Regions from separate parts of the Mus musculus genome. Here all the other regions are linked to region 1. Evidence: chromatin contacts called from public HiChIP or PLAC-seq and promoter capture Hi-C data. All regions are on one chromosome and are shown on one strand. Each heading gives the region's core, a stretch centred on a gene start, on an enhancer-like site or on the middle of the called end of the contact. The rest is flanking DNA. Distances are from core to core; before and after follow the strand shown.

Region 1 (3,155 bases), core at 417-2,916:
TCCTAAAACTGGTAAAATATTTTTGGAGTTTCAGGGCAGGAAGTAAGACACAAAATATTTTTTCAGAATATGAAAATTTATTACTGTGTTTCCATTGTCAAATTTTATGATCTTGGCCTTTCTTTCTTGCCTTTGTATAGAGCCAACAGAGAAACATTGGCTACTTTAACCACCTTAAAGCGGACTCCAGGAATATCACCTACAGCATGACCTTTTCGACCAAATCCAGCAACCAGAACTTCATCATTTTCCTGAAATAAAATAAAGGCCATTTTAGGTATCAGTGGCAATTAAAATACCCACCTGGCAAATTAAATATTAAAAGAAATAAAATAAGTCACCTCAATGAAGTTCAGGCAGCCATCATTGGGCACGAACGCTGTGATCTTCTTCCCGTTCTTAATGAGCTGCACCCTGACGCACTTCCTGATGGCAGAATTTGGCTGTTTGGCCTCAACCCCTCTGCAATATCAATGGCACATGTGAAGTCAGTAAGGTTTTTAAAATTCGATTAAGAATAAAAGTAGAAGCAGCTCCTAGTCAATCCAGTCTCAAATCCTGCAGATGCCACTATTTTAATGAAGTTTTTACAGGCAAAATCGAACTTTAGCGCCACTGGAGTGGTAAAAATGAGGATTCAAACTCTTGTTGCGAAATTTGTGAACGCCACACACAAAAAAAAAAAATCATCACTCTAAAAAGCCAATGCACCAGAAACATGCCAGAAAAGGAATTTTCTCAACTCCAAAAAGATACTAAGAATGTACCAGCTGCTTAAGGTATAGCCCCCCCCCCAACTGTTCAATGTATGCTTTAGTATGTACTATATTACTTTTACTTCTTCCATTCCTTCCAGACTACAGCCGAAATTAAAAACTTTAGTAATCTCATCCCTGGCCGAACATAAACAAGCACATTTCCCATTTTTTCCTTATAAAAACCCCAACCAACGCAGGCTCAGGATCTTTTGCGACTTTTGAAGAACTACTTCGTTCTCAACTACGGTAAACCATCGCTTCTAGCGCGCAGCTTTTGACTTACACTTTTTCCAGCACAATTCCCTTTGCATGAGAGGCACCCCCAAACGGATTGGCCTTCAGGGCTGTGCCCAAGTGGGCTTTCTTGTACTGTTTGTCATGCCACTTCTGGTCCCGTCGGTGACTGCGGAGCTTCCGGGCAGTTCGGAGACCACGACACTTGCCTAAAAAACACACATCACTGAATGCTCCGCAAACCGAGCCCGCGCTTCCGCACACGAGCTTCAGCAGAAGGGACGTTTGCGCCAGAGACCTGTGGCTCCTCTTAGCACGTGGGCCAATTACCCTCGAAATCCCCTAACTCGGAGCTGCACACAAACCCAGGCTGGGGCCTTTACGCTTACTTAAATTTCCAGGGTAATGGGTCCCGGCAAGGCCGCCCGAAGGCCGCAGGAACTCTTCCGTATGGCCACGTGCCCGCGGGACGGCGCCCCTTCTCCCGACCTCCGCCCGGTTACAGCCCTACTCTCCGCTCTATCTCCCCACGATAGGCCGTATCCCGAGCTCTAGAGCCCTGCGGCGGCCCCTCAGCCCAGCCCCGCACAGCTCACCCATCTTGCCGGCGCCACGGGCCCAAGAGAAAGAGAGAGGAGGTGCAGGAAGGACCCACAAGGCATTGCGGGAAGCCCCGCCCAGCCGAAGGCCCCGTGCGGCTGTCCAAGCGGCGCCTGTACCGGGGAGTGTGTGGGTGGAGGAAACGATTCAGTGCCTCCACTTTTGTGAGACACAGAGTTTTGTTTAATATGTATCAAATCCAAAGCAATTTCATTTACGCTGTTATTTCCTTTTCAGGCAAATGACAAGGCTAGAGGAATACGGACTACCAATCCCAGAAATCTTTGCGCTAACTGCTCACTGCGCAGGCGTCCTCTGCAACTCCCTCAACCCACCCCCCCACCCCCCCACACCTCAGGCCCAGGGCTGGGCGGTGCTAATTCGGAAAGGGCGGAGCGGGGTGGGGCTGGACGGAGTAGGAGGTTCCCAGCGTCAGTAAATTGTAAATTTTAGTGAGGCAATGATTCAGTGATGAAAAATCGATTATTTTTGTTGTTGTTGTTTCTAGCCAGACTTGAGCTTTAAACAGTGAGCTGACATTTGTTGGTTGTGCGTCCTTGCTTAATTCTAGTACCTTTACAACCCGAATCTTTCCTGTAGTTTTTCTGGGATGTTGAGTCACATAAAAATGAAAATTTTAATGTCTTTGCACTGGATATTTGGCAGTTAAGAGAACGAAGATTTTTCTCGTTAAGTTTATATTCTAGGTAAAGGGACAGAGCCTATAAATATAAAAAAATATCTTTACACACTGACAAATGTTATAGAAAAATGAAGCTTTTTAGTGAAGGGGTGGACTTTAAGAAGGTATCCCTGTAGGTTACATTTGAGCTGGGAGCCTATATTTAGCATAGGATACAGCCTTCCAGAAGTGAAAGGTGGTTCTCTTGTCAATTGAACTGAGAGATTAAAAAAAAAAAGCAACAGTGGTTCTGAAAGCCTGGGCATTACAGAACTTTACAGCTGGGCATGGTGGTGCATGCCTTTAATCCCAGCACTTGAGAGGCAGAGGCAGGTGAATTCCTGAGTTTGAAGCCAGCCTGGTCTACAGAGTGAGTTCCAGGACAGCCAGGGCTACACAGAGAAACCCTGTCTCAAAAACAACCAAACAACCAAACAAACCAAACAAACAGAACTTTACCGCAGTAAAGCCTTCTGAAACTCTCCTCTGATATTAAATCTTTAGATTTAAGCTGGGGATTCTTTTTTTTTTTTTTTTTTTTTTTTTAGATCTGTTTATTTTATGTATGTAAGTACACTGTAGCTCTACAGATGGATGTGAGCCTTCATGTGGTTGTTGGGAATTGAATTTTAGGACCTCTGCTCCCCGGTCGGCCCTGCTTGCTTGGGTCAACTCCATTTGCTCAGTCCCTGCTCTCTCAGGCCCAAAGATTTATTTATTATTATACATAAGTACACTGTAGCTGTCTTCTAACACTCCAGAAGAGGGCATCAGATCTCATTACGGGTGGTTGTGAGCCACCATGTGGTTGCTGGGATTTGAACTCGGGACCTTCAGAAGAGCAGTCAGTGCTCTCACTAAGCTGGGGGATTCTTTAAGAA
Region 2 (3,155 bases), core at 287-2,786, 960 kb before region 1:
AACTATAAGTATCCAGTGTCCCACAGACTTGAGTGGGGGCTTCATCGAGACATTGGTGGCCCCAAGAAGCCAAGTGTGGAGGTTTCAGTAAAGTGCATGCCCATGTAATATACTGTGAAGAGAAATGACTTTAACCAAGGGGAAATGTAGGCCTAAGAGTCACCTTCGCTGGCCTCACTTGTTTCCTTTCCCCCAATGTACTCCAGAAACATTTTCTGATGTGCAAACCTGTTTGGGCTCATTATGAGCATTGAGCATTGGCTGTACTTTAAAGCGAGCATTCTGTGGGGATTTTCTTTGGTGAGGCTTTTCTTGCATGTGCTGTTGGTAAACAGCCTTTTCTCCTGTCTCAGCCATCTTTGTTTAAAATGGGTTTGAGATCATTTTGCGTAAGAATACTGTAAGTGCAGGGGTAATGGCTCCGAGCACACCACAGCTCTTACAGCAGAAAACCAAATCTGGGGCGGGGGAGCAGGGGGTGTGTGCCTTTCACCCAAGCCTGGAAAAGTGGGCTCAGCCTCCTCACAATGGTCTGTTGTTAAAGGGACGAGGCTCTCCTTGATCACCGCCCTCTCCTAGCCTCAAGGAGACACTGCTTTAAAAGAAGGCAGCAATGGCAGCGGGGGTTACTTTTACCTGAGCCTAGTAGACCTGGCATTTTCTCTTACAAGCATGATACTTATTGATGCTGACCATGAAGACTGACCTGCCTGGTCATTTCCCCTCTTCCCTTGCACTTTAATTATGTGGTAGAGCTAACAACGAGCTAGTGCTTTCTACTTGCTGGCTTCAGAGCTACCATTGGTAATGTACCATAGAACTAGGGAAGGTACATTTCCTGCACAGTAGTGGTCATCCTTGTATATAACTGCATAGAGAAATATAAACTGAGAGAAAAATATTTATATTATATGAATTCCACTCCAGACGTCTTTTCGCTGGTTCGTATTAGCCAACAGTGTAGTACTAAGTCCCACAGGGGCACTTATGGATGCTTTTTCCCATTTTGTTTATTTATTTCCCGAGTTGCTTGTTTGTTCTCTTCGGTTTCAAATAAGAGATTGCTGCATCGTGATGCATGATGAAAACATAGGATGCTGGATCCTAGCTGTGCATACCTTGTGACTTGTTTCTTGGTGTTCACAGGCCAAACAAGATCTTACAGAAAAGGAGTAAAGGTTATTAGCATTCTTGTGAGGACCACAGCATACCAATTTCACGAAAAAATACCACTAGGGAAGGAGTACCCACATTGACTCCAACCCCACCCTGCCTCCACTCCACCCTGTCCCTGTCCTTCAGAGGATGACTCTGTGTGCACTTTGCTTGGGAGTTTGGGATCCTATTTCTCCAATGTTGTGTTCCAGAGGCCAATACAGCCATTCTTGGGGGGGGGGGGACAAACAAACAAACAGATAAACGTAATTTCTCATGCTCCTCCCCTGTTGAAATGCAGCTTTTCTATGGAGCTTGTTCCCAGAATGTTGGAAACGCCCCCAGTGGTCATCTGTGGGTACTGCCAATGCTTTACTCGGAATTTCTTACAGCTTGTTAGAGCTAAAGAGAACCAGATCATGTGTGGATTATCCAAGGCAGGAATGCACATTTAGAAACAAAACACCTCAACTTGGTCACATTTAAAATTCACCAGAGCAGTTTGTGGTTTTTCTTGTGATTGTTGGAAGTGTCTGTCCTTTGAAGCTTTCTATGTCCTTGTGGATACGATGCATGCATGTATCGTATGTCTGTGCTGTGTATTGTGTGTAATGCATGTCTGTCTGCCAGCACCCTCCGTTAGCAGATGCATTTGTTAGAGCACTTGGGAGACCAGCTTCTAAATATGAAGTAGCGAACACGTGTACTGAAAAACTAACAGGAAATCAACCTGTTTTCATGCTTTCAAATGAACACATCATCTTGCTAGTCAGTGGCATGGCTATGAGGACCTCGGGGTGCCTAAGATATCTCTACTCTTGCTACAGAAACAAATCTCTTACTGAAGCCCTCCATCACATGTCTCAGGCTTGAAGCACAATGCTGTCAGTTTTCTTTAGCAATTTAACAGAGGAATTTAAAGAGGAGATTGTTAAACTACTGTGGAAATAATAGAGTGTCCCTAACACAAAGTCTCCTTTGCTGTTTGTGCATCTCAAAGGACTACATATAAACATGAAAATCATGGATGCCGGGTCATCTGGAAGAGAAACCTCCACTGTGAGCTGTTTAATGTGACAAAGGGCTGTCCCCTTTCTTTCATGTTAGGTGAGGCAAAACCGTGGGTCAGCAGACATCATATCTTACCTAAAGAGTAATGCAATTCAGTGGCCATTCCGAAATCTGTCAGTTTTCACATTCAAAAAAAAAAGATAAAAAAGGTTTTATTTAGCTTTTCTTTTCAACTTTAATGTCATCCCCCTACAAAAATATCTCTTGTTTTAAATATGTTTCTTTGAAATTTAAACCGCAAGGGTTATCATTCTTACAATGGTCGGGAAACAGCATAAAAGATAATGTACTATATGGTTTTTAGCCAGGCTACTGTCCACAGAAGGAAGAGATCCATGAACGGAATTCATTTTCATTTCTGTGAGAAATAAGATTGTAAGTCTAGTGATGTTTTTACATGCACCACTACATGATTCCTGGAAATAAGGCTCTAGTTGGTGGAAAGTAATGGGTGTCCTTTCAGAGGCCACTGGTATCTTAAAGCAGGACAGAACAAAAATAGAGAGGGACCTTTTGTTGTGGGTGCAGACACATAGATGAGTGACCTAGCAGGGTTTCCATTTCCACTGATGCTCCATTTCGGGGCATGGCATTAAGATGACCATTGACTGTCCTTGATCTGGTCTGCTCAAGGCAAACACTCACCCTACTTCACAGTGTTGAACCGCTGTCTCTACACATTTTAGTTTGAACCAGAAAGTTGGCGGTGAAGCAGCACTGGGCCAGACATGAGTCTCAGCCCAGCTCTGCACTGCCCACCGAAAAGCATAGGCCAGTGTTTACACCTCCAAGTCTCACTTTTCTCATCTGCAAAATGGGATTAATCATAATTCCCGTGCTGTCTACCTCACTGGACTGTCCTGATGACCGAAGGGGTCAGAATGTAAACTTTAAAGTGCTGTACAGTTGTGAGGTAACTGCCATTCTCA
Region 3 (3,155 bases), core at 432-2,931, 850 kb before region 1:
TCCAACTGTGGACGGTCCCCGGAATTTAAACATATCCACAGACTTCAGAAAGGGATGCCCATGACACAGGCGGCTAAGGGAACAAGGAGGGGAGAAAAGAGGCGATGGCCATCTTCCTTAGTATTCTCAGAAACAACTGCTTTGTGGAATGGCTTCCCTAGACAAGCAAGCAGCCTGTTTTCTAAGTAAATAACTCCAATGACTCGAGAGAACTATGTGTGGAGAGGATCTGCATGCAACCTCAGACGTTTAGGGCAACAAACTGGGCATTTCATAAAGATGGCTCCTTGGCATTGTTCTTGTGCTCAGTGGAAGTCCCTCCCAATGCAAATGAATGCTTTTTGTTGTCATCAAGTGTCACATTCATCTTGACACCTCCTGATGAAAAGTCCTAGGACACTGTGACTTGTGAATCAGGGTAGGGCATGAGTGATGACAACTGGCGGCCAATACTGCTCACACTTGTTCCTCAGCTTCCCTGTTCAGTGAATTTATCCACAGATCAAAAACCAAATTTTTCCTTGATGAAAAAAATTGCCTGGGTTGGTGCACAAAGTGAGAAAGGCTACAAAATATACATTTCACAGGTTTTGTGCTAATTTAGAAAGGAAATATGCTTCAAACCACTTCCACTCTGCCCCTAGCCCCATGCTAGGGCCAGTGCTGAGAACCTTGCAGAAATGGTGGCGACTGTCTCCATCCATGCCATGATCTGGCCACCAAATGTGTTTCCGTGATGGTTTGCGTGGGGCGGAAGGACAAGCTCGATGCTCTGGACAGAGGTGCCCATGGTGGTGGCCGTTCCTTCTTCTTCATTACAAATGGAATCTGCGAAGTGACCACAGAGACAGTGGGGTCAGCCATGGGACCTTGTCTGGAATTCCCCTTCCCTGCAGCAAACACAACTCTGACACTTTCAGAAAATTGACATTGTCCTTAAAACCTTACATCAAGGATGTGAGTGGGTTACCATTCTGTAGAGTGGCCTACCTCTGAAAAGCATCACTTTGGCATTTTGGGTTGAGCTAACAAACCAGAAGGGCCCTTTATTAGACAGGTCTAGCAAATCCACCAGAATTTTTATTAAAGTAATGGTTCCATTTAAATTGGAGCCTTTTGTGGTGGAGAAGGACATGGGAGGGCACAGAAGGGTAGACATTTTGATGGAGGCATGTCATTATTTTGTTGGCAATGATAGTTTTACTGCTGTATGCCAATGCACAAACCCAGGCTGCATGCTTTAAATATGATCCACCTATCATATGTCAATTAAACTTCAGTAAAGTCACTAAAGTAAAGAAGTCTGAAATCTGAGGGGCCACCAACACAACGCTGCTATGAGGAGGAGAAAGATCTCTGTACCCCCAGGGGCCATGCCAGGTTAACAGAGCTCAGCAGGCAGTGTGTTCATGTAAACCCAGCTGTTATTAACAGGAAATGAGCCATTCCAAGAGCAATTTCTTCTAGTTGATCAGAGCTTGGCTCTAGGCTCCTTTAGCTCCACTTCATAAGGGGATTTTTAGATCATAACTAATTGATGATCTATTTCTTTTATGTTTCCCTTCCTTCTACTGATCATTCCAGTCCTTTGCTTAAAATGTGGCAACAGCTCCTTTGCCCTACATGAACTCTCAGATCCTTCCTGTGACCTACAAGTTCTCTCTCCCCGTAGAGCCCATGTGACCATCAGCCTCCCCAGCCAGGCCTCCTCCTCTCTTTGTTGTGCACGTTGGCCTTTTATCAGTTACTGTGAAGAACACTGTCTGTGAGGTCAGGGTACTTCCACACGACCCTTCTGCCTGCTGCACCCAGCCCTACCTTTTCCTATGCCTGCTCCCACTTAACTTGTCTTCCATCCTAGATCACACCGTTGATCTCAGAGATGCCTTCTTTCTACAAAAATCCGTGGTAACTGGGGCTGGGAGGCAGTGAAGCACTTGGTGCACAAACTTGAGAACCTGAGTTGGATCCCCTAGGACCCACATGTCAAAGCCAGGTGCTGTGGCGTGACCTTACACCCACAGGATTAGGGAGGCGGCACAAGGAAAGTCCCTGGGGCTTGCCACCCGGCTAGTCTAGATGAATCTGGAACTGATGAGTTTCTGGTTCAGTAAGAGACTGGTCTCAAAAAAAAAAAAAACTAAGGTAAGGAGTCATTGAGAAAATACTACTATTGACCCACTTCCACACACATGAGCACATATTTTCATGCACACTTGCACACACATATGTACACACTCAGATAAAACTATATGTATATATGTGCATCCACCAATATGTGTGTGTGCAATGATTAGCCATGCTAATTTTTGCAATACCAGCACTAACAAAAATTTGTTGAATGAATAAAAGAACTTGACTTTGCTCAGTCATTCTACATTGGGGTCCCTACTCTTAGTAGATCACCTCAAGGAAATGCTATGGCCACACTGCATCACGTAAGAAACGGCTGCTGCTTATGCTGGGTCTCATTCCTCTCCAGTATTATCAATATGCACGTTCTCCAATTAAGTGGGTGTGAAATAGTATATCATGTTGGTTATAATTTGCATTTCATTGAGTACTAATGAGGTCCAACATCTTTTCATATGTACATTAAATATCCTTGCTATCGCTTAATTAAATATCTATATCATTTGCTTCTATCCCACCTCTGGAAGTTCAATTAACAAATGTTAGATTCTCAACACACGCTCACATACAAACAGACACACATGCCATTTATATATCTTCTTTCTTTATTTTGAGATGGAGTCTTATCTATGCAGCCTAGGATGTTCTTAAACTCCTTACATAGCTTTAGTCTATTTTATGTCTTGCCTGTTTCACAGCCTCAAACTTGCGGTGATTCTCCTGCTTCAGCTTTCCAAATGCTGGGGTTACAGGCATCATCCACCATGACCAATTATGTATCTATGTTGATAGACACTCTCCCTGTTTCTTTGTCAAGCTTTTTAGATCATCTCTTTGTTCTTGAACTGCACATTTGATTTGCAATCCTTTTTCATTTAATTAAGTACATAATGCTACTGTGCACTGACTCCAGGACCTCACGGCTGATAGGCAAACACTCAACTTCTTTGTTTGGTTTTTGGTTTTTCAAGACAGAGTTTCTCTGTGTACCCCTGACTGTCCCATAGCCAGGGTGGCCTCGA
Region 4 (3,155 bases), core at 478-2,977, 820 kb before region 1:
CAGTGGAAGTTTAGCACAAGGGTCAGGACTTCAGAGACTCATGAACCTGGGGAAACGGAGAAAGGACATTGAAACTGAGGAGCAAGGCATGGGAATGGGCAAAGAAGGAACAGCAGGTACAAAGTTTCTTATGGAGAAAAGCTTGGCAAACACTAGAAAAACCCCAGAAGGCTGCCAATGCCGCAACCAGACAGTCTGGCGGGGAGGCAGTTACCATGGAGATTATTTGTATGTGAGACACAATGCTGTACTTATTCTTAGTATTAATGGCCTCTGGTGGAACATCCTATAGCCAATCAGTCTACTGTCCTAAGCTAGGCTCTGAATCAACTCATGTCTATCTATGTGGCTCCTCAGAGAATGAGTTCTCCACTACAAGAGCATCTGTGAAAAATGGGGGGACTTTGGGTTTTACCTCAGGGATGATGGGAAGATACAGAGAGGTCCTGAGTGGGAATCAGAGATATGATTCATGTATTGAAAGTTCACTGTGCATAGATAAGAGATCCCAGGGAATCGAGATAGCACTAGGACACCAAAAGACTTTCTTCTGAAGGGAGCGTGGCAAGGCTTGCTTGTATCCAAGACTATCACTGGTCCAAAGATGAGAGAAGTCAGCATGGGCACAGGAAATTCATGTACTGCTCAACCTAGGCTTTTAGTTAGAAAGCCATTTATATTACAACACACTGGTTTTAAAAGCAGGCCTTTCTTTTATCTTTAGGCGTAAGTCGGTCACAGTCAGATCATAAATCATAACAATGCTGAGCAGCTGCCTTTTCTGGGGTGGCCATAGCACAGCATTATGGACTGGGTGGCTTGGACAATAGACATTCGGTTTCTCAGAGTTCTGAAGGCTGTCAGGTCCACCAGACTGGTGAAAACTCTCTTCCTGGTTTGCAGGCCGGCTCTTGCTGCGGCCTCACGTGTCACGTGCTTCTAAGATCTAAAAGACTTAGTGCCCTGAGATGAGGTTGTGTTCTTCTCATCTCTTTAATCCTCGATTATACGACACAGCCACACCACGGTACTTGCTGTCACTTTCAAAATACAAACTTCAGAGATGGCATGGAGAGAGACATCATTCAGTCCTTATTAGATGATTTTGTGCCACCACCCCCAACGCTTAGTGCTGGGATGGAAATCACACCGGCCTCAAGCAAGCTAGGCAAGCCCTTCGCAACTGGATTATACCAGCAGGCCTTCTTACTCCCATTCTCTCTCAGGAATATCAAGTTTCCCCTGCCTGCCTAACAGTAAATGGTAGTAAACTGAACACAGAAGAGAACCTGGCAAAGGAGCAATCAAGCTTTTAAATCATGAAAAGCATGAATTCTGACCAGTTGTGCAAGAACACTTTTGCTGTTGCAGTAAATAATGTAGTTGTTTGTTAAGAAAATATAGTAACATGTGCACATTTGTGTGTGTGTGTGTGTGTGTGTGTGTGCGCGCGCGCGCGCGCGCGCCTATGAGACTACAAAGTGAATTGGGGTTTCATGCTTGCAGTGTGAACACTTTTTCCAGCCTCAGTTCTACTTAGTCAATAAACTCTATCTTTAGAATTTTAAATATGGTTAAGTACAGATATACGCAATCTATATAGCAAAGTCTTTGCGTGGAGGCGGGGAGAGGATGTCTTCACTTTGTTTTGTGAGTTGAAAGGAATCCAGCCAAATAAACATGTGAGAACCACTAGTCTAGGTCGCTGTCAGCAGCTATCTTAGTCATTCCTGTCTGCGGCTGCTCTCAGCTCTGGGAACACTGCCCTTTACTTTGCTTCCTTCCTTTTCCCACGCTCTCTCTGGCTTCCACGCCAGCCTAGCGCATCCCTAATTTCAGACACTCCAGTCCTTCAGGATCCCCGGACAGTATCACCTCCCTGGCCACCAGCAGCAGCCCTCCCCGACCGACGGTGCCCTCGCGTGGGCCGGCACCTACCCGCCAGGCAAGCGGTGGTGTCCATCCACTTGAGCAGCTGCCCTGCGCTCAGCTCGCCGCGGGAGTCGGCATGAGCCGGCTGGATGGCCTGGCTCATGAGCACCTCACCCGGCGCCACCATCGACTCCATCGTCCTGGCTGAGAGAACCCCAGACGCCAGCAGCAGGCCATCCCGATCCCCTGGGGCCCGCCCCCGCTCCAAAGGGCGCTGCCCGCGCCCGCTGCCAGGTGCTTAGGAGGTGAGAGGTCAGGGTCCTACGAGTCAGCCGGGGACTGTCGCGAGGAGGGCGAGGAGGGCGAGGAGGGTGAGGGAGTAGAGTACGCCAGCCTCTCTCGGAGCAGAACAGGAGCGCTGCCCTAGCTCCAAAACGCATGGGGCAGAGACAGGTGTTTCTAGAATGCAGGACAATGGTCATCATCAGAAGACCTTGGCAGAGGAGGGAGCTTTAGAAGGGATTGCATGCTCTCCGGAGAGGGCAGAGCCTTTGCTGTGGAAATGTTTTAGAGAGCTTGGCTTCTGTTTTTTGTTGCTTGGTTGGTTTAGTAGTTGGCCTTTTTCCCCCTGACAGACATTGCAACACTTACTGCTCCGGCCTTTGTTTAAACTCTACCTACAGGTTCTTAGGACACTACAGCGGCTCCAAAGATCATTTTGTTAGGAAACTGATTACACTGCCAAACAAACTGAAAAACAAACGTCCCGAGGAGCTGGAGGGTGTAGTGCATCAGTCACCAAAACTAGAGAAGGCAACATTCTGAGTTTTCTAGTGTCCCCCCACCCCAACGTTCATGGGAGAAAAATCTAGGACACTGTATATGAACTCGAGGCCCACACTCAAGGCTAGCAGGTGCTATACTTTGTAGAGTGTCAGCCACTGGCTTTACAAAGCAGGTCTTTTGGGGGAAACGGGATCAAAACCCTTCAGTGGCTCTCGGATCTGAGGATGGAGTAATGGAAGCCTGGAGGGGTGAGGTGGCTTGTCTGGTACTACCTAAAACATCAGGACGAGGTGGCAGGAACCAGGGCCTCCTGACTGTCCTGGGACCTCACTGACGCCTGGGAATATTGCTGCACTTTCAGCATTAGGTCTCTGGCCACCGAGCTCAGCCTGAGAGCATCAAAGACAGTCTGGGTCTTTAAAGATTTTTTTTAGAAATTATTATTTTAAAGTATGTGTATGTATTTATCTGTATGTGGGTATACATACCTGAGCATG
Region 5 (3,155 bases), core at 439-2,938, 690 kb before region 1:
ATAAATCACAAACGATGGGAGACATTTCTAAAAAGAGAAGAATATTCCAGAAAAGAAATTTATTTTCAAAGGAAGGGAGAGAAGGAAAGAACTTTCTGAAATACTGGTAACACCTTGCTTACTTCATATGGAACAGGATTTAAAGCAGAGCTGAGGATGAGCCAAGTGTCGGCTCGTGGTGAACAGAGAGTGCAGGCTAACATGCGCAGTACTCAGGCCTGCAGAAGGCTGTAACACGTTTGTCTTTCAACCTTAAGAATGGCTCATTCCATGGGAGCACTCTGCACCATCTCTGCAGAGCTTCTGCTCAGCATCAGACTTTTACTTTTCTTATTTTTAATATACAAACACTTCTTTTAGCCTGATTTTCAATCACCTACGCAAGACTTGATAACTTCCCTACCAATCCTCATTCAAACTGCTGGTTCAGTAGAACACTGTCTCTGGTCAGAATATCAACACACAGAGCTACACTTCAAGACCCATAACCACAGCATTGGGAAGCTGAAGCAAGAAAACCACAAGTTCAAGTTCAGCCTAGACCATGTGCCAAGAACCTGGGCCCATTTCCCAAATATATTATCAACATATATGACCACTGGAATACACTACAAAAGTTACAGAAATAAGTGAATAATAAAAATGTGGTATGTTTATAGAAAGGAATAATATTCAGATTATTAATAAAAATAAATTTATAAAATTTGTAGGTAAATGGATTTGTGAGTAAACTGAGAGCTGGAAACAATCCTGAGTGAGGTGACACAGTCTCAGAAAGTCAAATATCACATAGTTTCTCTCATCTGTGAATATTACCTTTGCATCAGATATGTGTCTCACTCAGAACCCCATATACATCTATACATCTCACAAGCTTCATCAGAAAAGCTTCTATTTGTAGTAGACGGTGATTAACTCGGAAAATTGCACGTGAGAACACACATGGCACATGAGGTCATTAGAGGAGAGAGGGTGGGAGGAGTAAGAGCTGGAGCAGAGGATGACTCCAAGTGACACCTTCAGGGCAGCGGCGCATGCTAACTCACAGTGTTGGCAGCAACACATCGTCGTTCTCTGTAGGTACAGCCCTAGGAAGGGGACCTGCTCAAGCAGAAGACTATATACTAGGGAATATTCTGACCAGTGCAAATTGGCCTTGTACATTCTTTCTCCAAAGGGCAGAATCGGATGGCTAGGGAAGGGGTGGATCTGTGGAAAGTGGGGTGGGCGGACTATGATCTAGAACTTCAGGCTCGCAAAGCAGGGACTGAAGAGAGACAATTATCAAGAACATTAAAGAAATGGGTGCTTTCTAGTTGTTAAATGAAAAATCAAACCATAACAAAATCATCATGTAAACTTCCATGACAGAAGCACAATCATGTGTGTTCCTCATGGTCCTGCATAGTAGCAGGGATGAGATGACAGTGTTTGTGTCCTAGCCACACCTTTTACAATGAATTAGTATCTGCATAACTAGCTTTATGATTTTCTCCTTTGTTCCTCTGTACAACCTCTCCCTGCCTTTTCTCCCTGCTTTTCATTCATGACTCCTTCCTTCCACCAACTGGTTTTTGGCTGAGATCACAATTTCAATAAAAAATAAAAGCTGCACAGTCAGGCGGGAAGCTAAGAAGCTTCCTCTCCTCAAATGTCATTAGTGACTTCCTGAGTACACAAGAAACAGATTAATTAAAGACGTTAAAGGAGGGGTAGTATAGTCAACAAAAACCCGCTTCACATTCATTTTGATCTCAGCCATGTGAACTCACGTTCACTATGATCACAGCCAGTGTGAACTCACATTTATGAGCACAGTCATGTGAACTCACTTTCATTCTGATCACAGCCAGTGTGAACTCCCACTCAATATAATCACCACAGACACGTGAACTCACACTCATTATGATCACCACAGACATGTGAACTCACATTTATTCTGATCACAGCCAAGTGAACAGTGAGACGCCATCTGGATATGACACCCTGCACACCTGGGGACAACAAGGGGAGTACTTGACAGAATGATGCTCATGGAGCGATTCCACTATGGCAAAGTGACTTCTACCATCTCCTTCAAAACTATTTCATGACACTACAGACAACACACTTCACTAACACATGACACTTCTTGCAAAAATATTTTCTTGAGGTTTTAGTAAATTCAAATTACTTCATTATCTATAATCAGTAGAAAAAGATAAAATTTCCTTCTCTCCCTCCCTCTTACACACACACACACACACACACACACACATGCCTATGTATATGGGTATAATTTAAATGCATGATTACTTTTATTTAGGACTATATAATTATTATTTATATATTTCATTGACACATGTTAAATTTCACAATTTGCAGCCAGAACATGCCTTATACATTCTGTTTCAAATCTCATTCTTTAATGATTTCTTTTTTATATATAAAATTACATAAAACCCCTCCTAACAAACTACATTTAAACTACTGAATCGTGTGTATTTAATTTGTATTCAAAGGGGAAATGGAATAAGGTTTGATTTGTTTTTCTATACAGCTTACAGGCAAGCTAGGCTTCAATCTTAAGACTGCTCTCAACAACTGATTTTGTATTATATGGAGAAAAGAAAACATTTATACTAATTTAAATAAAACATTAACTTAGATAAATTTTGTTAAAAATTAATTTTTCTTATTTGTCAAGAATTCTTAGCATCATATAGCCACTGAAATCAAGGCAATGCCTATCAAGACCCATTGAACTTTACAGCACGCATCTGGCTAGGACTACAGTGCAGATGGTGAGAGAAACTTCCAGTGAGCCTGCTAATAACAGTTCTCCACTGAGGTTATTTTCTCTAATTACCAACTTATTTTTGCTCAAATAAAATTTGTTTGCTTATAGAACAAAGCCCCCCCCCCATCTCCATTATAGACTCTACGTACCACAAAATAACTGCAATGTTCACTTCAAAATCAACCATTAGCATGAAACATAGCATTAAAAAGTTAACAACAGTTCCATAAACTAAAATGTGATATTTTATCTTTGGAAATAGGAAATATTTCTGAATGTTCTTAAATGTAATGCAGAACTGGTTAATTGTATGCTTTTTGATGGGAAGTAAGTTTCAGGAGAGCAGTCACACAGTCGACCCTGTAAATGCTAGTTA
Region 6 (3,155 bases), core at 381-2,880, 590 kb before region 1:
GTAAGGCCCATTCCATAAAACAGAGCCCATGCCTAACACTGTGCTGGTGATCAAGAACCTGAGACTAGATAGGTCATGGGTCCAGAGGAAAACAAAATACTATTGTTCTGCTACAGGAACATAGCAATAAAATGACTTCTAACTACATTTTGCTATACCCATAGATCGGTGCCTCACTCAGCCCTCATCAGAGAAGCGTCCTCCTGCAGTAGATGGTAACTAACACAGAGACCCTCAACTGGACAAATATCCAGAGAGAGACTTTGAAACAGCAGTACTAAAAGATATCTTTATCAAGCCTCCTCCCTCATGAATCAGGGAGATTTCCAGAAGAGGGGACAGAAAGATTGTACCAGAGGTGATGGATCACCCCAAGAAAATTGTGTCTTCCTGATAACAGGATTAACACACATATGAACTCCCACAATATGTGGAAGCATGCATTGCCTCAGCACAGGTTCGAGTCAGACAGCGTCCCAGATCTCACTGTGTAACCACACTCACGCTCAGCAGTAGATGCTCAACACAAAAAACACTCATAGGTGTTTTATAGATTTTTGCCTCATATCACTTTGGTTTGGTTTGATTTGGTTTGGTTTTTTGTCTTAATGGTCTTTTGCTTGTACAGTTTCCAATCTTATGACTTCAGAGGTTGTGTGTGTGTATGCATGTGTGCATGCATGTGCACTTATGTGTTTCTTGTGTTTTTTTCTTTGTTTTTTTTTCCTAGTTTTGTTTGCTTTGTTTACATGTTGGTTTTCTAAAGAGAAAGAAAGAAAGGGTATGGATATGGATGGATGGGAAGGTGGGGAAGATTTGGGGAGAATTGGAGGAAGGGAACCTATGATTAGGATATATTGTATAAAATTTTAATTTGTGGGCTAGAGAGATGACTCAGCGGTTAAGTGAACTAGCTGCTCTTCTAGAGGTCCTGAGTTCAAATCTCAGCAACCACATGGTGGCTCACAACCATCTGTAATGGGATCTGGTGCTCTCTTCTGGTGTGTCTGAAGACAGCTACCGTGTACGTAAAACAAATAAATAAATTTTTTTTCAAAATTAATTATCAATAAAAATTTCAAAAACAGTTTTTACAAAATTAGTCTTTACATTGTTTTATTATTCAAACTAATTTTTGTAGCATTTCATTTTTAATATACTTTTTTCTCAAATACTAAAGATACTAGAAAATATAAGTAGTCATTAAAATTAATCAGGTAATCACTAGTAGAGTATGAATGAATGAAGAAAATAATCTTAATGTATTAATAACACACCAACAGAAATCACATTATAGTTAAAAAGGTAAGATTGTGGCAAGGTAAGCTTCATCTTCCATATTGCACAAAGCAACAAATGCAGTCTGCAATATTCAATAAGCACCCAATGAATAGTTCTAAATGTGGGCATTTCACCTATTTCTAAATTTCTTGATTTACACCAGTTTTAAAAACAATGGTCCAACCCATCTATAAAAAGTACAAGAAGGCCAAAACTGCCCTGTTTAACAATGCTTTCATCAACAGGAAGAGCACTATGGCAACAGTGAACAGGAACTTCAGTTCTTTCTGTTGCTCTGATAAAACAGTCGCCAGCCAACTGGAGGATAGATTGCAGGCCTCCACTGAAGGCATCAGGGCAGGCACTCATCGGGAGCAGAGGGTGGAACCATAGAAGAGTGCTGCTAAAGGTGCTCTCCACACCTGCTCAGCTTCCTGTCTTCCACACCCATGACCACCTCCCAGGGCTGGGCCCTTCCTTATCAATCATTAATCAAGAAAATGCCCCCCAGAGATAGCAGCAAACCAAGCAGAGGGAGACAATTCCTCAGGTGAGGTTCCTTCTTCCATGGCAATTCTAGTTTGTGCCAGATTGACCAAAACAAGCCAGCAAAGAGAGCAAGAGGCATCCACTCAAACGGTGCATGCAGCTGCTAAGATCCACAGCTGGATTTTATTTTTGTGAGAAAAGGGGGCTAATTCTTCAAAACAGAGTCCAACAACCTTTATAACCTTACTCTGCCAGGAAAGTTTGAAAGTGAAACAAAGAAGTACTGCATGCCAGAGAAAAGACTACCACTGGGCACAGGAACAGCCCACACTAAGTTTGGTGTTGAGGTTTGCTCTGTTGCTATGTATGTTAATGCTAAATTCTACACAGAGGGTCTAGGCCTACAAGTGAATTATCTTGTTTACCAGCTTTTTTGTTGTGCAAACCTTGTTCCTTAAATTAAAACTACTGCTTAAATAAAAATGGCTACAGCCAATTACTGGAGGGATTAAAGATAGGCAGGTTTTGAGTTGCCAGGTGGAGAAGGAGAAGGAGGAGGAGGAAAAGGAAGAAGAGGAGGAAGAGGAGGAAGCAGGAGGAGGAAGAAGAGGAGGAACAGAACAGGAAGAGGAGGAGAGTGAATAGAGAGGAAGACACCATGGGATCGGGGATGAAAACATGGCCATGAGGGCTGGCCAATTGAAGTAAAAGTGCCTAGGAGGAACATAGCAAGTTATAACGTGGGATTTGATAGGGAAGTAGATACCAATAGCTTAGAGGGCGGATATCTAACGCTGTTAAGGGATATTATAATGTAAAGGTTTTGTGTCTTTTATCTGGGTACTGAATGATCAAGGGCCGGGTAGAAAACCGCAATTGATATTAATTTTACCCAACATTTCAGCTATGGACACCAATGTCCATTGGTTTAGCCAGCTAAACTAATATAGCGCCTGGCCTCAAGTACAAAGACCTTACCATGACTGTATAAAGTATTACCTTGAGAAGAACTGAGATCAAAACAGAAAAACCAATGCTAACGTCCAAATAAACAACTGCTGAGTATAATGGAAGATCAAGTGATCATTACTGCAAAAATCAAGTGTCTTTGAGTAGCCATTCTTCAATCCTCTCATAAAAAATAAATAAGTAAAATAAAATTTTGCTAAAACTCTAAAAATTTGCCAGGAACCCCTAGATCAGCTGATGCAACCTACTACTTTTACCCTGGAGAGAGATTTACTCCAGCACCACACCATCTATAAGCTCAGCAATCTTTACCTGTGACAGCTCACAGGACTGAAAGACAGCAAGAGGCACATAAAAGAGGTTAGTTCTTAAGCCTGAGTAAGATCCTTCCCCACTGACTGGGTTACTTCTTAGAC
Region 7 (3,155 bases), core at 188-2,687, 560 kb before region 1:
GCAGCTGGAACAAAACAAGCAGGAAGTAAGAGCCCTGTTTTCAAGAACTTGAGCAAATGAAGCCAACAAATAAATAAGCATTACTATACTATTGTGTTAAATGCTATGACTGATAACGTGGGACACAGAAAGAGCTGGAGTACACTTCAGAGGATGCTCAGTTCTTCCTGGGCTAGGACATGAAGCAGAGGTCTGAGCATGGTGAGCTGTTTGAATAGGGGACTCTTCTAGACAGAAACCCAGCAAGGAAGGCAGTAACAGATACAACGAGGATGTGAAGAGACCCAAATTCACTGGTCATCAGAGATGAGAGCTGAAGTAATGATAGACAACTTGCAAATACCAGACTGAAAAAAGAGAGGTCAATACCAAACAGGCAGCCCACTTAACCATCACAGGCACCTGACACCAAGCCTCACAAAAGAGGAGTCCAAATCCTTGGACCCACATGGTGAAGGAAGAGAGCTGCCTCCCATGAGTGGTCCTCTAACCTTCACACACATGCTGTTACATGTGAAATCACACACACACATACGTGCACGCACACAAAAATAAATAAATGAATCAATCAATCAAACAAACAAACAATGTGATGAAAATATTTTCTTAAATGCCAAGAATCAATGAAAAGAAGAAGAGAGATGCTGTCTGTTATAAAACAGAGTAATACAGGTTGAGTATTCCTAGCCCAAAAATGAAATGTGCAGACGAGAGATGACTCCGCAGGTAAAGGTGTGATTTCTATCAACCATATGGCCAACAACCCCCTGTATATAACTCCAGTCGCAGCTGATCCAACACCCTCTTCTGACCTCCTCTGATACTACAGACATGTGGTATACAGACATACAGACAGACAAACCACCCATCATAAAAATAAAATAAAATAAAATAAAATAAAATAAAATAAAATAAAATAAAATGAGAGAACAATTCATCTGAAGTGCCCCAAACTGTGGGATATACTAACATATTTCCATTAACAGAAAATACCACATGTGTTTCATATGATGACTTAATGTCAAAATGCTGCTACACTAAAACTACTGCTTAAATCACCTTTTAGGTTATATGCTTAATATGAAAAATAATTAAACTTCATACTTACAAATGAGTCTCATCCCCAAATTATCTCAAATGTATATACAAATTGATAGACGTTTCAGGCAACTAAGATGGCCACTCCAAAGAACCAGATGAGAAGTCAACAAGTACAAATTATGAACTATGTACACACTGGGCATTAAAAATTCTCAGATCTGCTTCAAAATTTTCAAGTTTGTAGATGTAGGTCTGTGAAGGAGAGGCTGCCAAGGACAGGAGCAGTTAGTAAGATATAGAAGAAAACTGGCTGAGCTGCAAACAAGGAGCTTACAGAACCAATCATGAAAGTCCTTCAGAGTAGTCTCTACGTGTGTAAAGGCTTTCACTTTCCTTATCAGCTATTTTAAGGTGTTGTGAGGAAAAAAAAAACCACAAGATCTTTAGCAAGACACCATTTATATAAACATGTACACCACCATAACTTTTTTATTTTTTGTTTTGTTTTTGTTTCATTTTGTTTGATTTTGAGATGAGGTCTCAATATGCAGCCCTGGCTGCCCTGGAACTTTCTATACAGAGCAGGCTGGCCTCAAACATAACAGAGACCCACCTGCCTCTCTGCCTCCCAAAAGCTAGGACTAAAGACACATGTGTGCCACACCATACATTTTTTAAATACACAGGCATCTCTCATCAAACACCTCTATGAATGTCAATCAATAGAAGCAGCAAATGAGAATGGAAACAAGGTGAGAACATTTTAAACAAGTTAAATAAGGCAAGACCTTATACTACTAAAGCTAACAGCATGCTAGGAGCTCAATAGAAACCCTGAGCAAATGCTCATGGTCACAACTAGATCTTACTTAGAAGAAGGGCTTGTCCTACGCCACATCTTCCACCCACTAAATTACAAGACCCAGGCTGGCCAAAAAGCACTCCAGAAGTCAAACTGCAGAGAGTGGAATAGTCCAAACTCAGAAATGCTCTCAATCCAGCATGTGGGCTACCAATCCAGCATGTGGACTACCAGTCCAGCATGTGGACTACCAGTCCACACATGGATGAAAGAGGAATCAAGCCCAGAACTAGACCTGCCCCTTTGACCGTAGCAATAATCCACTGTTGTAATTTAAAGCTGAACACCCCTGCTGGAATTCAAGCTTCGTAAAATAGTATTTAGTCCCACAGTGCCACTACTCTTGGCAACCACAGAAGCAGTTAAATGCTACATAGCTTAAATACTGCCCATCACCTTCATGAGCTTCCAAAGAATGCCCTACTGTTCTTCAATATAGAAGCTCTCTTGTGCTCATGCTAGGCGTCTTTGCTTCTTTCAGATGAACACAATATTTTTAAATACCATTAGTTTCTCCAAAAAGAATTATCCTCTACCTGTCTTTTTCTATTTTTATTTGCACCCTACATTTCCTACCAGGTCAGTATTCAGAACCTTCCATGGCATGAATGAATGAACCAAGTCCCACAGCGACTGCAAGCAGTTTCCCTGATGACTTCAGCACACAGACTTTTCCTTCTTTAATTTCTTTTTCACTTACTCTGTGCACCATTCAATTAGCACCTTATTATACTAACACCTCGTTTAACCAGCATCATTGGGAAAGCAAAGTGTTCATCAGAAGTGAATTTTCCAGACAACATAAGCATTAATTTAGAAGGCAAAAAAAGTGACGTGAAAACTGTTCTCTCCATAGTTACAGACAGATCCCAGTTCAAACCAAGTCTGATCCTCTGAGCTAAGTTTCAACAAATGTCATCAGGCATCTAGAAGTTTGTCACTTCATCTTACAATGAGGGGACACAGTACCACCTTCAAAGTTGCTGGCTTACTGAAAACACATATGAAGTAGCTAGCAAGCTCCCTTTAAATTACAGCTCAAACTACTCACCCTATTATTATGCACTAAAATATAAATTTTATGGAAATACTAATTATATACTTTCACACCTTTTTCAAAGACTGAATACAAAATTGAGAATTTCCTAATAATTCCCTCATTACTCAAAATGAACTCATCCAATAAATATTAATCAACGGCCATGAAATTAGCATCAAAATGATGGAGTTATCAGCTAACATTATTGTGGTT

Evidence for each region. Promoter capture Hi-C pulls out the DNA fragments that hold promoters and counts their contacts. HiChIP or PLAC-seq counts read pairs in DNA pulled down with a chosen protein or histone mark.
Region 2: a promoter capture Hi-C map of hippocampal neurons shows a contact between it and region 1, with 7 times the contacts expected there. The contact joins the enhancer-like site here to the promoter of Rps23 in region 1. A contact is called at or near these places in 10 of 39 promoter capture datasets (the 3T3-L1 cell line, the C10 cell line, cranial neural crest and 5 more), 2 of 484 Hi-C or Micro-C datasets (both in cortical neurons) and 1 of 115 datasets of contacts at active chromatin or transcription factors (large pre-B cells).
Region 3: a contact with region 1 is called in an H3K27ac HiChIP or PLAC-seq map of hepatocytes, with 6 times the contacts expected there. The contact joins the enhancer-like site here to the promoter of Rps23 in region 1. A contact is called at or near these places in 3 of 39 promoter capture datasets (embryonic stem cells and liver), 1 of 15 datasets of contacts at CTCF or cohesin (large pre-B cells) and 4 of 115 datasets of contacts at active chromatin or transcription factors (Th17 cells, embryonic stem cells and hepatocytes).
Region 4: a contact with region 1 is called in a promoter capture Hi-C map of liver, with 9 times the contacts expected there. The contact joins the promoter of 4833422C13Rik here to the promoter of Rps23 in region 1. A contact is called at or near these places in 12 of 39 promoter capture datasets (the 3T3-L1 cell line, the C10 cell line, the HPC-7 cell line and 8 more), 1 of 484 Hi-C or Micro-C datasets (bone marrow-derived macrophages), 5 of 115 datasets of contacts at active chromatin or transcription factors (acute myeloid leukemia, embryonic stem cells, hepatocytes and 1 more) and 3 of 9 other capture datasets (adipose tissue, embryonic stem cells and liver).
Region 5: a promoter capture Hi-C map of the HPC-7 cell line shows a contact between it and region 1, with 4 times the contacts expected there. The contact joins the enhancer-like site here to the promoter of Rps23 in region 1. A contact is called at or near these places in 6 of 39 promoter capture datasets (the HPC-7 cell line, hematopoietic stem and progenitor cells, liver and 2 more), 3 of 115 datasets of contacts at active chromatin or transcription factors (bone marrow-derived macrophages, embryonic forebrain and large pre-B cells) and 2 of 9 other capture datasets (adipose tissue and macrophages).
Region 6: a promoter capture Hi-C map of hematopoietic stem and progenitor cells shows a contact between it and region 1, with 4 times the contacts expected there. The contact joins the enhancer-like site here to the promoter of Rps23 in region 1. A contact is called at or near these places in 5 of 39 promoter capture datasets (hematopoietic stem and progenitor cells, hippocampal neurons, neutrophils and 2 more), 1 of 484 Hi-C or Micro-C datasets (bone marrow-derived macrophages), 3 of 115 datasets of contacts at active chromatin or transcription factors (craniofacial prominence, embryonic stem cells and fetal liver) and 1 of 9 other capture datasets (liver).
Region 7: a contact with region 1 is called in an H3K27ac HiChIP or PLAC-seq map of thymic regulatory T cells, with 6 times the contacts expected there. The contact joins the enhancer-like site here to the promoter of Rps23 in region 1. A contact is called at or near these places in 6 of 39 promoter capture datasets (the HPC-7 cell line, hippocampal neurons, liver and 2 more), 4 of 484 Hi-C or Micro-C datasets (CD4 T cells, CD8 T cells, bone marrow-derived macrophages and 1 more), 11 of 115 datasets of contacts at active chromatin or transcription factors (bone marrow-derived dendritic cells, bone marrow-derived macrophages, craniofacial prominence and 8 more) and 1 of 9 other capture datasets (embryonic stem cells).

Annotation. Positions count from the first base shown.
Region 1 is chr13:90,921,633-90,924,787 of GRCm38.p6, reverse strand. It overlaps Rps23 (ribosomal protein S23), which reads right to left and starts at 1,666. Exons shown (of 4, transcript NM_024175.3): 1 at 1,589-1,666; 2 at 1,042-1,201; 3 at 342-462; 4 at 56-251. The coding sequence starts at 1,592. The coding sequence ends at 105.
Region 2 is chr13:91,880,637-91,883,791 of GRCm38.p6, reverse strand. It overlaps Rasgrf2 (RAS protein-specific guanine nucleotide-releasing factor 2), which reads left to right. Exons shown (of 28, transcript NM_009027.4): 28 at 1-3,155. Among named protein-coding and RNA genes, the nearest start is that of Ckmt2, 5.3 kb to the right of the region's middle. Within about 2 kb of position 1,536, at least 15 of the 459 cell types and tissues checked have an H3K27ac peak or open chromatin away from gene starts, as enhancers often do.
Region 3 is chr13:91,767,762-91,770,916 of GRCm38.p6, reverse strand. Acot12 (acyl-CoA thioesterase 12) reads right to left here. Exons shown (of 15, transcript NM_028790.3): 6 at 672-828; 7 at 1-73. Among named protein-coding and RNA genes, the nearest start is that of 4833422C13Rik, 27 kb to the right of the region's middle. Within about 2 kb of position 1,681, at least 13 of the 459 cell types and tissues checked have an H3K27ac peak or open chromatin away from gene starts, as enhancers often do. A contact at or near this core is called in Th17 cells and hepatocytes, where this site is marked.
Region 4 is chr13:91,740,444-91,743,598 of GRCm38.p6, reverse strand. It overlaps 4833422C13Rik (RIKEN cDNA 4833422C13 gene), which reads left to right and starts at 1,727. Exons shown (of 2, transcript NR_015501.1): 1 at 1,727-2,177. Acot12 (acyl-CoA thioesterase 12) reads right to left here and starts at 2,078. Exons shown (of 15, transcript NM_028790.3): 1 at 1,939-2,078. The coding sequence starts at 2,068.
Region 5 is chr13:91,612,899-91,616,053 of GRCm38.p6, reverse strand. The region is part of intron 4 of Ssbp2 (single-stranded DNA binding protein 2); the gene reads right to left. Among named protein-coding and RNA genes, the nearest start is that of Gm41016, 80 kb to the right of the region's middle. Within about 2 kb of position 1,688, at least 2 of the 459 cell types and tissues checked have an H3K27ac peak or open chromatin away from gene starts, as enhancers often do. A contact at or near this core is called in the HPC-7 cell line, where this site is marked.
Region 6 is chr13:91,508,131-91,511,285 of GRCm38.p6, reverse strand. All of the region lies in intron 1 of Ssbp2 (single-stranded DNA binding protein 2), which reads right to left. Among named protein-coding and RNA genes, the nearest start is that of Gm41016, 24 kb to the left of the region's middle. Within about 2 kb of position 1,630, at least 83 of the 459 cell types and tissues checked have an H3K27ac peak or open chromatin away from gene starts, as enhancers often do. A contact at or near this core is called in hematopoietic stem and progenitor cells, where this site is marked.
Region 7 is chr13:91,482,728-91,485,882 of GRCm38.p6, reverse strand. The region is part of intron 1 of Ssbp2 (single-stranded DNA binding protein 2); the gene reads right to left. Among named protein-coding and RNA genes, the nearest start is that of Ssbp2, 23 kb to the right of the region's middle. Within about 2 kb of position 1,437, at least 64 of the 459 cell types and tissues checked have an H3K27ac peak or open chromatin away from gene starts, as enhancers often do. A contact at or near this core is called in CD8 T cells, memory CD8 T cells and thymic regulatory T cells, where this site is marked.